Linked DNA regions of Mus musculus: region 1 is linked to region 2. A link is a contact called in public HiCAR-type data. All regions are on one chromosome and are shown on one strand. Each heading gives the region's core, a stretch centred on a gene start, on an enhancer-like site or on the middle of the called end of the contact. The rest is flanking DNA. Distances are from core to core; before and after follow the strand shown.

The links. HiCAR-type assays count read pairs that join an accessible place to other places.
Region 1: a HiCAR-type map of astrocytes shows a contact between it and region 2, with 3 times the contacts expected there. The contact joins two enhancer-like sites. A contact is called at or near these places in 1 of 39 promoter capture datasets (the C10 cell line) and 1 of 115 datasets of contacts at active chromatin or transcription factors (astrocytes).

The regions. Positions count from the first base shown.
Region 1 is chr8:25,531,744-25,538,971 of GRCm38.p6, reverse strand. It overlaps Fgfr1 (fibroblast growth factor receptor 1), which reads right to left. Exons shown (of 18, transcript NM_010206.3): 2 at 6,544-6,722. The coding sequence starts at 6,634. It overlaps Gm31288 (a long non-coding RNA gene), which reads left to right. Exons shown (of 3, transcript XR_003947368.1): 1 at 1-1,655; 2 at 4,935-5,056. Among named protein-coding and RNA genes, the nearest start is that of Gm31288, 10 kb to the left of the region's middle. Within about 2 kb of position 1,646, at least 239 of the 459 cell types and tissues checked have an H3K27ac peak or open chromatin away from gene starts, as enhancers often do. A contact at or near this core is called in astrocytes, where this site is marked.
Region 2 is chr8:23,025,034-23,031,691 of GRCm38.p6, reverse strand. The region is part of intron 1 of Ank1 (ankyrin 1, erythroid); the gene reads right to left. Among named protein-coding and RNA genes, the nearest start is that of Gm51563, 8.7 kb to the left of the region's middle. Within about 2 kb of position 3,336, at least 125 of the 459 cell types and tissues checked have an H3K27ac peak or open chromatin away from gene starts, as enhancers often do. A contact at or near this core is called in astrocytes, where this site is marked.

The sequences.
Region 1 (7,228 bases), core at 397-2,896, 2.5 Mb before region 2:
GTGGAAACAAAAGAAACCCCAAGAAAGGGGTGGCCTTTTAAATAAAATCTTAGTGGGGACCCAGACTAAATCTTAAGGGTAAGAATTAAGTACATATGATTAAAGAATTATAAAAAGTTGGGCGGGGACGGGTGGGCATTTCATGTAAAAGGAGAGGGACAAGCAATGGTCATATATATGGTGCATGCTACGGTCAAGGAAAAAATAGGAATATACTTGGCTAGATGGGGGAGAATCAGTGAAGGAAGAGGCCGGTAACCAGCCTGAGCCTAGCAGTCTCTGTGGGGACCATGGGGGAGGAAAGGCTGAGTCCTGGACTCAATTTTCTTTGCTAATTAACCATTTGAAATTTCAGTCCTGACGTTTTCTATCCAGACTCACAGGCGGCAAGTCTACATTTTGCTGAATTCCCGGGCCCTCTTACCCACTTTGCCTACACATTCAGGGTCTGGGGAACGGCTGCTTTCAGGCTAACCAAGAGTACCGCTGCCCCCAAATCACCTCTCTTACAGGAGCTATCCCAGGAGGCTCAGGAGCACAGCAACTCAGCAGATAGGACCACCGGTGTACTGGGTTTCAACTCTCACCCTAGCCTTGCTCCGTATGCAGGACATGATTCCCGAATGAAGACAGCAGGAACCATGTGTGGTATGGGGTAAGTGGACAGTGGTGTTAGCCAAAGACCCGATGGGGTGAGGGAGGCAGTGGCTCAAGCCCAGGGCTCTCTACTTACAGCCATTTAGAGGGCCCAGGTGACTAGGTTCCTACCGGTCACACTACAGGCTGACAGAGCAAACTAAAAGTCAGAGGCAGCCCAGACTCCAAAAGGCTTCTCTTAAGGCCATGGGTCTCAACCTCCTAACACTGCGACCATTAAATACAGTTCCTCGTGTTGTGGTGACCCCACCATCACCATAAGATTATTTTGTTGCTACTTCCTAACTGTAATTGTGACACTGTTATGCATCTGAGAATCTGTTATGAGCACTGTTACGAAGCTGAGGAGAGAGAGCAGCCGGGTCACTCCCGGTTAGGGGAGAAACAGTTGTCTGGTTTCCAGGGAAGAGGGAAGTAAGGATGTGGGGGATGGGGGGTGGGGATGGGGGGGATGAGCAAAGAGACTTCCCAATAGCCTCGAGGAATGAGGCCTTATAAAAACAGGGCAGAGCTGCTGGTCAGACTCTCTGACCTGGCTCTCACCTCCTGGATAATGATCCCCAGAAGTCACTTCCCCAAGGCCATCAATGACATCCCAGAGACACCCTGCTCCTTGACAGAAAGGACCCATTGCTTAGGCCCTGCCCACCCACTCGGGACGCAGCAGAAGCACGCTCTCACAGAAGCCAGCTCCCTCCGGTTCTGCCCTCCCCACAGGTAGTCCCAGACTCGGGGTGACAGAATCCTGGCTGGATTCTTTGTATGGCCTCCCTCCCTGCCCCCCCACCCCTACTCCCCCACCGACAGCAAGTCCTCTGGACAACCATTTGTTCTTTCTTCCCTGAGAAATTCCTCCTCCTCCCCCCTTACTTTGGGGAGCGGCTGGCAACGGCAGAGTGGAAAAATGAGTGAGGCTAATGGTGTAGCAATGCGGAGGCCCGAGCCAAGAACACAGCCTTGAGCGGCTCGGCTGCCCGGGGCCTCGCTGATCCGGACACGTGAGTACCCTCACATTCTCTCACAGGCTGAGCACGGCCCTCCCTCCCCACCCCACCCCCCTCCGCTAGCAAGCACCTTTCAGAAGCGCTGGTTCTACCTCCAGGGAGGGGATGCACAATGACGTAGGGAAACCTGGCAACAGACTTCATGGACCTAACCCCCCAACCCTCGCTTGAACAACAACAAAGGGGGGGGGCATCATTTAACACCTTTCATTCTGGAATCCTCTACTGTCCAGTGGGTTAGAAACAAACAAGGTCTTTTCACAAGAAATTTTACTGGGGGTGGAGGGTGGCCACGGTGTGTCCCCCAAAGTGTTCCAAGCCAGCTATGTAACCTTACTCCTTAGGTCACACCAACAAGCAAAAGCTGCCTGGACTACAGCCTGCCTGTCAGTGATACACACTGCATACCTAGCTAGACTCCCAGGCAGCTAGGTTGAAATCCACACCCTCTTGGACCAGTGGCAGCTCAGGACCCCTAGTGGGGTGGGCGTGGGAGGGCTACCAGGGAGCTACAGCTGAGGCCAGGGCCAGATTTTGGCAGCACCCCCAGCCTTTCCCCATAGGCACAGGTTTTTTCGGCAGAACAAGGACAAAGCCGGGCTTTGTGGTACACAGCGGGCCTGCAGCCTGCAGCTTTTCCATTTAACGTAACCTCTCCTCCCTCATCCTGCCACCAGACTCCTTCAAATCTGGGTGGGTGGGAGGAGCTGTAAAACCTCAGCCATTAAATCTCTTATGAGATGCAGGTTTCTGTGGACGGAGGAAAGCATTTCAAGGCTGGAAGTCTCACACTGGCTTGCTCCTTTAGGGTGCTCAGGGAACAGGGAAGCAGAGGCCGCCATTCCCAACTACAAGTGGCCCTGCAAAGTTTTGGACGTACCCACTCACTGATGCCTCAAGTCCTGCTCTCGGAGACAAATACATGCAAGCAGTCTTCCTCAGACTCCTAAACTTTTGGAAGCCGGTATTCTGCCCCTGGGCCTGTGTCCCAGTTTCATTTTACACACAAACCCCAAAACCCAATCTGAAGAAACAAAGCTTAAGACTCGGTAATATGGCAAACGGGAGAAGGACGGGGTGGGGTGGGGTGGGAGAGGAGGCTGGTTTTCCTGGAATCCTTATTAAATCAACTTTGTAAGGACAGCCAGAAACTGCAGGCCTCCTGGGTCCCTTCAGGGCAGGGGCGTTTGCAGAGGACTGCCAGGATTGTGCTCAGTCAGGGGAGGGGCTGCCATCTCCTCGCCGCCTCCCCTAAAGCCTTCCCAAGTGCAAGCAAAGTCTGGGATGATTTGTTTTTAACTTGTGGACCAATCTTTGTCACATAAAGTACAGTTGTTTTGTATTGTTTTGTTTTTAAAGACAATAGCAGCATTACTTAATCATCAGCATGGCCAAGACTACAGTACACGGCATGTCTGTGAGGTTCCAAAGTTTACAGGGCATGGACAGGGCATATTCCTCTGACATCACAGTTAATAGTGGGTCTGTGTTCTTTCAAAACTGCCCCCCCCCCACAACAGGGTGTGGTGGCATAAGTCTTTAATACCAGCATTCAGAGGCAGAGGCAGAGGCAGAGGCAGAGGCAGAGGCAGGTGGATCTCTGAGTTCGAGGCCAGCCTGGTCTATATAATAAGAGCCGGGGCATTCAGGGCTACAGAGTGAGACTTTGTCACAAAAAAATAGGGAAGGAAATGAAATAATACAGTGGCCCACGTGGGTATCACAGGTGATTAGATTCATACGTCATCATGAGACTTCGTCCTTGACAGGAAATCCTCGAACAAACATCGCTAGTGTACGGAGACAGGAAGTGACAGGACAGAGGTTGGAGACAGCAAGAAGCATGGGAAAGGCTTTTGGGGTGACACACTGATCTCTCGACTAGGATGGTAGCAACATAAGGTGTAGGCCTTATGAAAACTCACTGAGCTGCACATTTCATACTACATAAATTATCCTTCAACCAACTGACTCCAGCTATGACTACTACACAGACTCTTCCACCCCTCCCCTCCCCTTCTATTCCCAGAACCACTACTGTGCCTAGGTTTCGTGGCACAAACCTTTCATCCCAGGCAGATCTCTGAGTTCGAGGCCAGCCTGGTCTACAAAGCGAGTTCCAGAACAAGCAGTACTACACACAGAGACCGTGTCTCAAATAAACAAAAAGAAAACAGGTAAAAAGGTCATAGGTCCCCTGCTTTGGTCTCCACCTTGGCAGCTCAGCAGCTTCAACGACCCTCCCCCTCCACTTAAAATTCCTCACGTGGGGGCAGGGAGAGAGGGCTCAGGGTTAAGAGGGCTGGCTATATCCGTCAAGAAGACCCAGGTTCAATTCTGAGCACGCACATGGCAGCTCACAACTGTCTAGAACTCCAGTTTCAAGGGATCTGACACCTTCACACAGATGCACACACGAACAAGACACCAATGCACGTAAAAAATTATTTAAAAAAATAAGTAAAAAGTCATTTAAACTTTCTTATAAGAGGACCATTTGGAAACTGCCTGCCTGCAAGGGCCTGGCATGAGATCTGAACTGTCTGTCTGCTTTCCTTCCTTGGGCTGTAAAGAGTTTGTTAGAGGAGAAAAGGTGGAGGATGAGACTGGAAAGGAGGAGGAAGAAGAGAGAAAAGGACCGGGAGGGAAGAGGAGCTGGCGTCCGACTATTTAGCAAAACCCATGGATTCTCTCCTAGAATTCGGCCATCACTCTCCCGGGGCCTCAGTCCCACTCCCTGACTTGACACTCAACGTGCCCTTCTCCAGCCCTTCCTGACAGCAGATGCAAGAACAGCTACGCACACTTTCACGTGGAAGTATTGTGTCTGTGTTGTGACATCTGAGCCTTTATTGTTGTTCCCATTTTAGTGGTTTGTCGCACAAAGCAAACCAAGTTACCGAAAACTGGGTCGTGTCTGTACACTTCAAATTTCTCGGCAAGAACCATTTAAATATACTGAGTTCCTTAGCAAGATGTAAGAAAGCCTTCCATGTGCCGGCTGAATCCAGTTTTCCCAGGTGTTACTCTCCACAGCTTTGTACTCAGTGAGCAATACCACTGTCCACACATCTTAAGCCTCTCGACTAAGAATGCCCGTTCTTATCCCCCTCAGAGACCTTAGTACCCTCAGGTAAGATTACAGATAAACACCTGTAATCCAGCACTCAAAAGGCTGTGGTAGAAGATCGTGCGACACAGCAAGATCCTATGTCAAAACTAAAAAGATAAAACACCCCTCCTCTCTTTTCTCTGTTTTTCCTTTTGAGACAGACTCTCTCTATGTGGCACTGGCACAGACCAAAATGGCCTCGGACTCAGAGATATGCCTCCGAGTATTGAGATTAAAGGCAGGTGGCACCGCGGACAGCAGGACAGATGCAGTTCAGCTCTAGGTATGACATCCCCCTGCATTCTGATAAAACCTTACTGTACAGTTTAACTATGGTCTACTAGTGGCCAAAGAGATGGCTTGGAAGTTAAGAGCATTTGCTGTTCTTGTGCAGGGAAGTGGGGTCCCAGCACCCACAAGGCAACTCACAATCATACTTTGTTTGCTTTGCTTTATTTTGTTTTTTTGTTTTGTTTTTGTTTTTTTTTTTCCTGAGACAGGGTTTCTCTGTATAGCCCTGGCTGTCCTGGAACTCACTTTGTAGACCAGGCTGGCCTCGAACTCAGAAATCTGCCTGCCTCTGCCTCCCAAGTGCTGGGATTAAAGGCGTGCTCCACCACGCCCGCCCGGCTAATGCATGATCATTCTTAACTCCCATTTCCAAAGGATCCACGAACCCTCTTCCGATCTCTGCAGGCACCAAGCATATACACATACTCTCAGGCAAGACACTCAGACACATACAATAAATAAGTTTTAATAAGTAAACAGTCTGCTTCATATTTATTGTCTCTCCATTGTTTGACGGTAACTATATACCTATATATACCTATAGCCCTATAGGTACAGAGGTCCTCTCTTGCCTTGAGCCTTAAGCATGTTCTTGCTCATATCTCTCTTTGGTTCTACTACTGAATGCACCATGAATATGTCAATTTCAGCCACCGCACCCTGCTCCTCTCTCACTGCCATTTGTATACACATTCGTATGCACAGATTCACTCACTGATCAGCTAACATGTCCCTGACAGCTTAGAGGACAGCCCTGTATACATGGCCATGGTTGCCATGAACATCTCAAGCCTTTGACCCATTCTATGCCAGCCTTCTGTGACCAGCCACTAACTCTCGAGCCTTTTGACAACAGAAAGGTCTCAACATTAATCTCCAAGTCCCTCAGAAGCCACCAGGAATCTTAGGAGCAGGAACAACTTTCAGGGAAACACACCACAGGCCAGTGGGGCCTCGTAAGACCCCCGATCCCCATCCTGCCTCCTGTTCCTTTCCAAGTCCCTTAAACAGGCCATCTCCAAAGCAAACTATCCATCAGGCCCCCAGGTAAGACCTGGAGGACAGAGTCCAAAAAGGCACGTGCTCGTGACTGACTGCTCAGGCCCTTGTAGAAGATCTGTCACTGGAACGGCTTTCTGGAAGCCAGAGGCCACACTGCCAAGCTCTTCTTACTCTGGAATGCTTTCTCCAAATCTATATTCACGTCACTCTTTCATCTTTCATCATCTGAGTTAAAGACCCAGAAAGAAAGTACTCCCCTAGAACCTCACTTCTGGCTAGCGGTCCCCATTGAGCCCTGCCTCTGATGAAGCTGGTTCCGGATATGGAAGGAAGCCCAAATCAGCCCAGGTATAGGGAAGGGGCCCTTGCTCCTCCAAAGAGGAAGTCTGTCCAGCTGACTACATCACCTCCACAACAGTTAGCCCACCCTGTCTCCTCAGCTCAGGGGTCCAGCTGCCCCTCCGCCTGTCGTCTTACCTTGTTCAGGCAAGGTTGGGGCTGGCCTGGCAGTGCAGAGAGTGGCTGTGACCAGCACAGCCCAGAAGAGGAGGCACTTCCAGCCCCACATCCCAGTTCTGCGGTTAGAGGTTGGTAACAAGGCTCCGTACCTCCATGGATATTCCACCGTGAGCGTGGTCTGCCTTCGCAAGCTGACTCTGGGGAAAGAAACAACGGCTGAAATAGACGTTGGAGAGGAGAGGGGTGATGGGGAAAAAGAGCGCATCGCATCCCTGGTCAACCTGCCTGGAAGGCGGTGGCGGCTGCTGCTGCTTCTGCTTCTTTAAATTAATTTATTCTTTATATATTACATCCTGACCCCGGTTTCCCCTCCCCATCCACTCCTCTGTTTCTCTTCCGAAATGGGCAGGCTTCCCAGGGATATCAACCAGACATGACATATCACTCGATGCAATTCGACTAGGCACCTCGGGGCAGAAAGATGACTCAGCAGTCTGACCGCTCTTCCATAGGTCCTGAGTTCAATTCCCAGCAACCACATGGCTCACAACCATCTGTAATAAGCTCCGATGTCCTCTTCTGGTGTGTCTGAAGACAGCTACTGTGCACTCATAACACACAAAATAAATAAATAAATCTTAAAGACAACAACAGCAACTAGGCACCTCCCCTCATATTAAGGCTGGACGGGGCAACCCAGTTA
Region 2 (6,658 bases), core at 2,087-4,586:
GACATCACTTCTTGACATAGAACCTGTGCTCACTTGAAAATTGGGTACTCTTAGCTGATTGGGAACAAGGTAGACTTTCACAGTGCTTGAACTCCGCCCACAACCCTATGGGCTGGAGACCAAACTCCAGATAGAGACAAGCACTCTGTCACCAGGTCACACACCCAGCTCTATTAACCAAACTGTGGGAACCTCATATCCCTCCCAAAAGAAATGTCTTTGAGCGTGCATCATCAACAGATGCACATTTGCTTATTATTTACAAACCACACACAAGTATTATTGTGCCAATACGTTATGAGCACCACAAAACACATGGCAAAATGGGAAGTTTTCAAAGATGAGATATTTCAACCTAGAAAATACACATTCTGGTGTCTTCTTCTTCTTGAAGCCCTTTCCACAATCCACAGAGATGCACAGACCCCATGTTGGGGTACACAGGACTAGGGCTTACAGTAAGGTCGGCAAGCCAGTGTCCTGGAGGCCAGGAGGGCTCACAGGATGCCTAACTAGGCGGGCATCCTTCTAGGTACCTCACTAATGAGTGCTGTGGTCGCAAGGTTGAGATCCATAATTGGCGCTGATGTGCACAGCTGTGTCAGAGATGGCAGCAGAGAACAATTTGGCTGTGATCCCAAATGTCTCACAGGCTGATTGGGTGAACCGAGCTTTATCCAGAGCAAGTCGCTGAGTACCCCGGAGCTACCCTGACTCACTAGGAAGCAGGAAAGCTAACACAACACTCCAGACTGCTCTGAGGAACAGTTGAGGTAACATGGATGTGTTGTAACAGGAGCACTGGGCTTCTACCCAGGTGTCTTGTGTCTCACATAGAGCATGTGATCTTTTTGGAGGTGATACAAGAACTACAGACTACAAAGCCGTTCAGTTTTTGTAGTCTCACTACAAGTCTCCATACCGACACATGGGAGAACTTTCCCTCTACCCAATAGCCAAAGAAAAATATAGTTACTTCGAAATGCTAGAAGGGACAGTCTGGGGGGAGAGTTGTGGTTGGTCAAGATAAGGAAGAGAGTAAGAATTAACAAGCAACAGAAAAAAGATAGCACCCAAGCTTAGGAAAAAAGCAGACATACTTTACTCAGCTCTCCTGTCCTCTGCCTCTCCTCCATCTGAAGCAAACATTATACTGATGTCACTTTTAATGTAGTTGTTTGTATCTTTAGATGCATGATGTAAGTCAAGGCATGTATTAAAAAGGTAAAGAAGAACACGGTGCACTCAGCTCAAGACCGAAATATCACGAACATCAGTAAACCACCTTCTGCCTCTTCCCCAGCTCTCTCTCTCTCTCTCTCTCTCTCTCTCTCTCTCTCTCTCTCTCTCTCTCCCCATGTTCATCTGGGGCCACAGCACACATCTCTGTAGGACTCACATATGTGTCCCTAAGCAGTTCATGGGTTGCTTCTACTGTTTTCCCACTTGAGACAATATGTGGCTGCCATTATCCTTCACACAGTTGGCTTGTGACTTGCTCACACAGGCTTATAAAGTGCTTGGCAGGACGCCCGCACGATCATATGGAAAAAGAAGAATCTAAAACTCACGCACAATGTCTGGATCACAGTATCGACACTCACAACTCAACATACTCTCTTAGTCATTTTTTTCTTTATGTATGAATAATAAATAACTTTTGAAAATGGGAATTATGACACACATGAGATTTTTTTAATTTAATTTTTACTTCATGTGTACCAATGTTTTGCCTGCATGTGCATCTGTGCCTGGTGTCTGTGGAGGCCAGAAGAGGGCATCTGATACTCTGGAACAGGAGTTAGATGTGGTTGTGAGCCACTGTGTAGGTGCTGGGAATTGAACTCAGGACCTCTGGAAGAGCAGCCAGTGCTCTTAACCACTGAGCCATCTCTCCAGCCACTACACCTAAGAATTTGAATCTGTATTTGTTCAGGCCTCGTGTTGTATAAACGTGTGATCCTTTGGACACCTCTGTATTCACGTAAACTATATTGTTCTCAAACAGCTTTTCCCCTCTCGGCCTCCAGCCAGGTGTGTTCCTTTCTCATCTACCTGACAAAACCTACAGCCTCGTCTATATTAATTTTCTTCCTGTCAATAGGTTCAGTCTTTGCTACATGGATTGCGTAATTCACTGCTTGATCGACGCTCTTGTCTTTCTAATAATTCTGACCACTGTCTTGTTCCTGGCCACAGTGTCAGTCCTCAAGACCAACAACTATGTCTCACACGTAGCACGTGCTCAGTAAACATGTGAAGGTTTTCGGAGCGCTCCCTAAGGGCTTGGACTCTTCCCCCTTCTTTCTTGTTCTTTCTATGCATCAGTAAGAGCACCCCAGGCTCAGGAGAGGATTCGAGTCGATGCCTTAGAAAGGCTGGAGGCTCTCTGCCTGTAACTTCCTAATTCTGTTCTACCATCCCTTGGTGGTGCATGCGAGATCTTTGAGATGCACTGATGCAGGGCCGGAAGTATCCTGGGCCTTCCTGGGGCTTACTGACAGTGGGTCATCCTAGGATATGAATGATTCAGGCATCAAAGAAGCAATAATGAGATTTGAACCCTCCTTTGTATTCTATGTTCAAGGCTTTAAAATAAATACAGCAGCCTTTAAAAGAAAAATTAGGCTAGGTGGGATTATAAATTAACACATTTAATTTTCTATCACTAAAATGGCAAAAATGATTTTTCCAGACTCCATTTTATAATGTCCATTACTATTCTCAAACACAAGGTCACACACACACACACACACACACAGCTTTTGTGCAACTTGTCTATATTAATGATGTGCTAAGATCATTTCTGAGTTATTTACCAGTTCTATCTTACAGTTAAAGTGTGCCCGAGGGGAGAGGAAACAGGGCCTTGGGGCTTATCTTTCGATTTGCCATACCCTTACTACCCCTTCTTGGCCCCGCCCACTCCCGACAGCCCTTTCTCACCCAGACCTCACACTTACTCAGCTGTGTTGATTCTAACACACCATTCTCCCTCTCCGAGCTGCTTTCCCTCATTTGTTCTTGCACTGTGGCTTCCCACCAGCTGTGAAAATCCTGTCAGCACCAGCACCCGCTCTGTATGCCAGCGAGTGGAGAAAACTGCAGGTTCCTTCTATGGCACCAGCCTCTATCTCTTGCCAGATCCTTCGGCTTCAACAGCAGCCCAGGGGCATCCAACCACCAGGGAAACAGACATATCCTCCAGAAAGCCTTTCTGCCGGAGAAGCACGGTCACCACCAGAGGGAGTGCATCTGCTCTTCTGGCCTCAGAGTGAACTTGATCACTCTGTGGCTCTTCTGATGAGATGCTATAGGGATAAGCGGTACTGAAATGCTCTCCCTCACCAGGGACTGTCAGTTGGAGGAGTCTAGTTCCCAGTGCGAGGGCAAGCCTGGGAACAGCTCAAAGCAGGTCCCATTTCCCACAGTGCCTCATCTACTGCATCTTAGACAAGGAAACCAAGAAGACCCTCTCCGTGGAAGATCCAAAGGGACACCGGGGGACGCATCTTCAGATTGTGCATGAGTATGCGGGCAGAGGGAAGGACCCTGCAGGCTGGACCTTATCGTGTAGAACCCCTCCCTGCAGCTCCAGAGCGCCCCCTGGTGCCTTCTGGGCCACTGACTTCCCCCAGTCTCACTGGAATACGCCTTGTTTATTTTACAGCCCTCTGCTGTCTGGCATTTCCCCCTGCTATTTACACACCAGGGCCCTGTAAGGACACATGGTTGGTTTTTAGAAGCTTCCTCCTCAAAGCTTCAAAGGAAAACCTCAATTTTGGCATTTCCTAGAAAAAACGATTTAATGTTTCTTCTTGAGGCTCAGGCTGTTGGAACAAAACCAAAAGCTAGGGTCCCCGCAGCACTTGGCACCGCGCCTGTGCTCCTGGGAGCTAGAGGTGCCACTTGGTCCTTGCAGCACAGAGAAGGGATGTTACTGCCCCCATTTCACAGATGTGAAACTGAGGGTGCCTGGGGGTGGGGGTGGAGTGGGGCAGCTGCTGGCAGATCCAGGGAACACAAGCAGAGAGTGAAGTTGGGTCTGTCCCCAGAAGCTCTGCCTCCTGAGTCCCAGTCCCCAGCAGCAGGCTTGCTTTCTACTGTCCAAATCTCCTACGATGTGACAGTCACAGTTTTCTGGAGTACAGCACTCTTGTGATGCTCAGATTTTCTTTGATTCTCTGCATAAATTTACTATGAAATCTTGTGATTTAAGAGGCTACTCTCTCCTTACTGTTTTTTTCTCTCTTTTTTTTTTTAAAGAACTCTGTGTTGGCAGAGTGCTTCCTGGTTTTGTTTCTGATTTTTGCAGTGCTAGGGTTTAATCTGGGCATTTTGAATTCTAGAAAAGATCTCATCCACAGAGCCACAGCCCAACCTTAGAAAAGTTCGTATTTCATAAATGAAGGTCTCCTAGCAGAGTATAGGTATTCCTCAGATAACATCATCAGGAATGTCCAGAATGTTGCTCCTGCCTACAGTGAATACAAACAATTGTTTGTTCAATCTAGTTTGGGGCTAACAAGAATATAATTAAGGCACTTTCAGCTGGTCTGCCTCTCTGGGGAACATCCGGGTTCTCTATGTTCCTTTGGTAAGCTATTAGTCAGGATGGGATGGCCACTATATACTGCCCCAAGTTTCTAGATCAAATCTATAAGTCCTGACAGGCCCAGCCCTGCTTCTCTTTAGGACACACAAAGTTTTGCCAAATACACAGACTACTAGATATACATATAGTTCCCTCTGGGGTCATCTGCTCCCCAAGAGACTTGTTAAAGTGGGACACTATTCTTGAGCTAAATTATCAATCAAAAGTATTCTTCTTTCTGGTATGGCTGCTTTCCACAGATAATGAAATCCCATCAACTTCCTCTAAAGAAAACGTGACCTACATAAAAATGAATAGCAATTAATTCTCAGCTGCAATCTTCAGAGGCTGGAGCTGAGCTAGAGCCCAGAGTCCTAGGAGCCCACTCCATCTTGATTGGGAGGCTGTAGCAGGTAAAGGGACCTTGAGGGACAGGCCCCAAGTATGAAATGATAGCACGAAGGGAAAGGGGTCAGAGCCAAAGAAGAACAGGCAGAATCCAGCACCCAGAGCGCCAGAATATCAGTTCCAGGCCAGGCCTGCTACCAAGAACCCAGAAGAACTCTTTAGATCAATCACAGAAGAATGATTTTTGTAGATGGTGCTTTCTTACCAGGGTGCTAGAGGTAGAATGTATCACAGCCATGTCATCACCTTCAGAGATGGATGTAGTCCATCAGCATGCCCAACGGCTACGTGGTCTCTGCCACCTAAACTTGCTCTTTGGGTTACATTCCTCACTCGAAAGTGAGATGCTTCGGTGGTAACTGTCCCAAGAGGGTCTCCATGAGAATACATTCTTTCCATGAAAGAACAGGTTAGGAGTGGGGGTGCACTTAGGGGAGGGGTGAAACAGGATCTCAAGTCCAGCTTAGGCAACATGGCAAGATGCTCTCTCAAAAACACAGCAGAGACAAATGAGGGAACTAGGCAACAACCGACCGAAGATGCAGGGTCCAGACTCTGGCTTGATCTTGACTGAATTCCTTAAGACTCTGAACCTGTCTGCATCTCCCTTCTCCCAACAGTAAAACCAGAAGCCAGTTATGATGATAGTGCACACACCTGAAGAGCGAGGGCAGGCTGTGTATCTACTTGCTCCTGACACAAGGCAAGCCCAGAGAAGTTCTGACTATGCTAAAGGATAACCAGGGTAGACCTGGGGTTCTCATTCTAGAGTATCTGCCTAAAGTGAAAACCTGAGTGGTTGTTCTAGAAAATCAACCCAATGTTCTTGGTGGAGAATCATCCACCTACTGTAACCCACCCAGAAGGCAGTCACTACTCAGCCACCAGCTCTGGACACATGGAGATGTCGAGGTTGCGAATTGCATGGGCTCATGTGTAAGACAGTCTGGAGGAGGCAAGATTCTGGGTGTGGAAAACAGACCTAGGGGCCAGTGGGTGGGAATGGGACGCCCATGAGAGAGGCTTTGTGAGGCAGAAGACCTGTTCTGTCTCGACTGAGATGAAGTACGTGACTCTGTGCATTTATCAAGACTTGGGGATTGAATAAAAGAGAAACATGTGTTACTGGGTGTGAGCTTGAAAAATAACTGCTCAAGCCATTTAAAAAAAAAACAAGCTTATATCTTCCAAGACAGGGACACAAAAAGAGAAATGTCTTTATCACCGTAAGGAATCTGCCTCGTTCCTTACAAGCTTATGTTTTTGGATGTTTATTCCAGACTGTATGGGGAGGATAAGAGAAGTTGGAGCGAGATCCTGGCTGGCAGAAGTAAGTCACTAGAGGCAGGCCATAGAAAGTTGCCCCCCACTTTGTCTCTGCTTATAGGGCAGTCAGATGAAGGTTCTCTGTAGCAATGATTTGGGACCTCCAAAACTGTAAGCTCAAATAAATCTTCCTGCCCCCAAGTCATGTCTGCTGGATATTTTATCACAGTGACACAAAGGTGACTAACACAGTATTCAGAGTCAACTTGGCTGGACCCACCTCTCTCTGAGCCACTCTTCTGGTTCAAGGTTCGCCTGCCACATGAGTAGACCAGTCCTTTCCTGTAGGTTCATATTCAGTAGGTATTTAGCAAAAACTAACCACCTAGA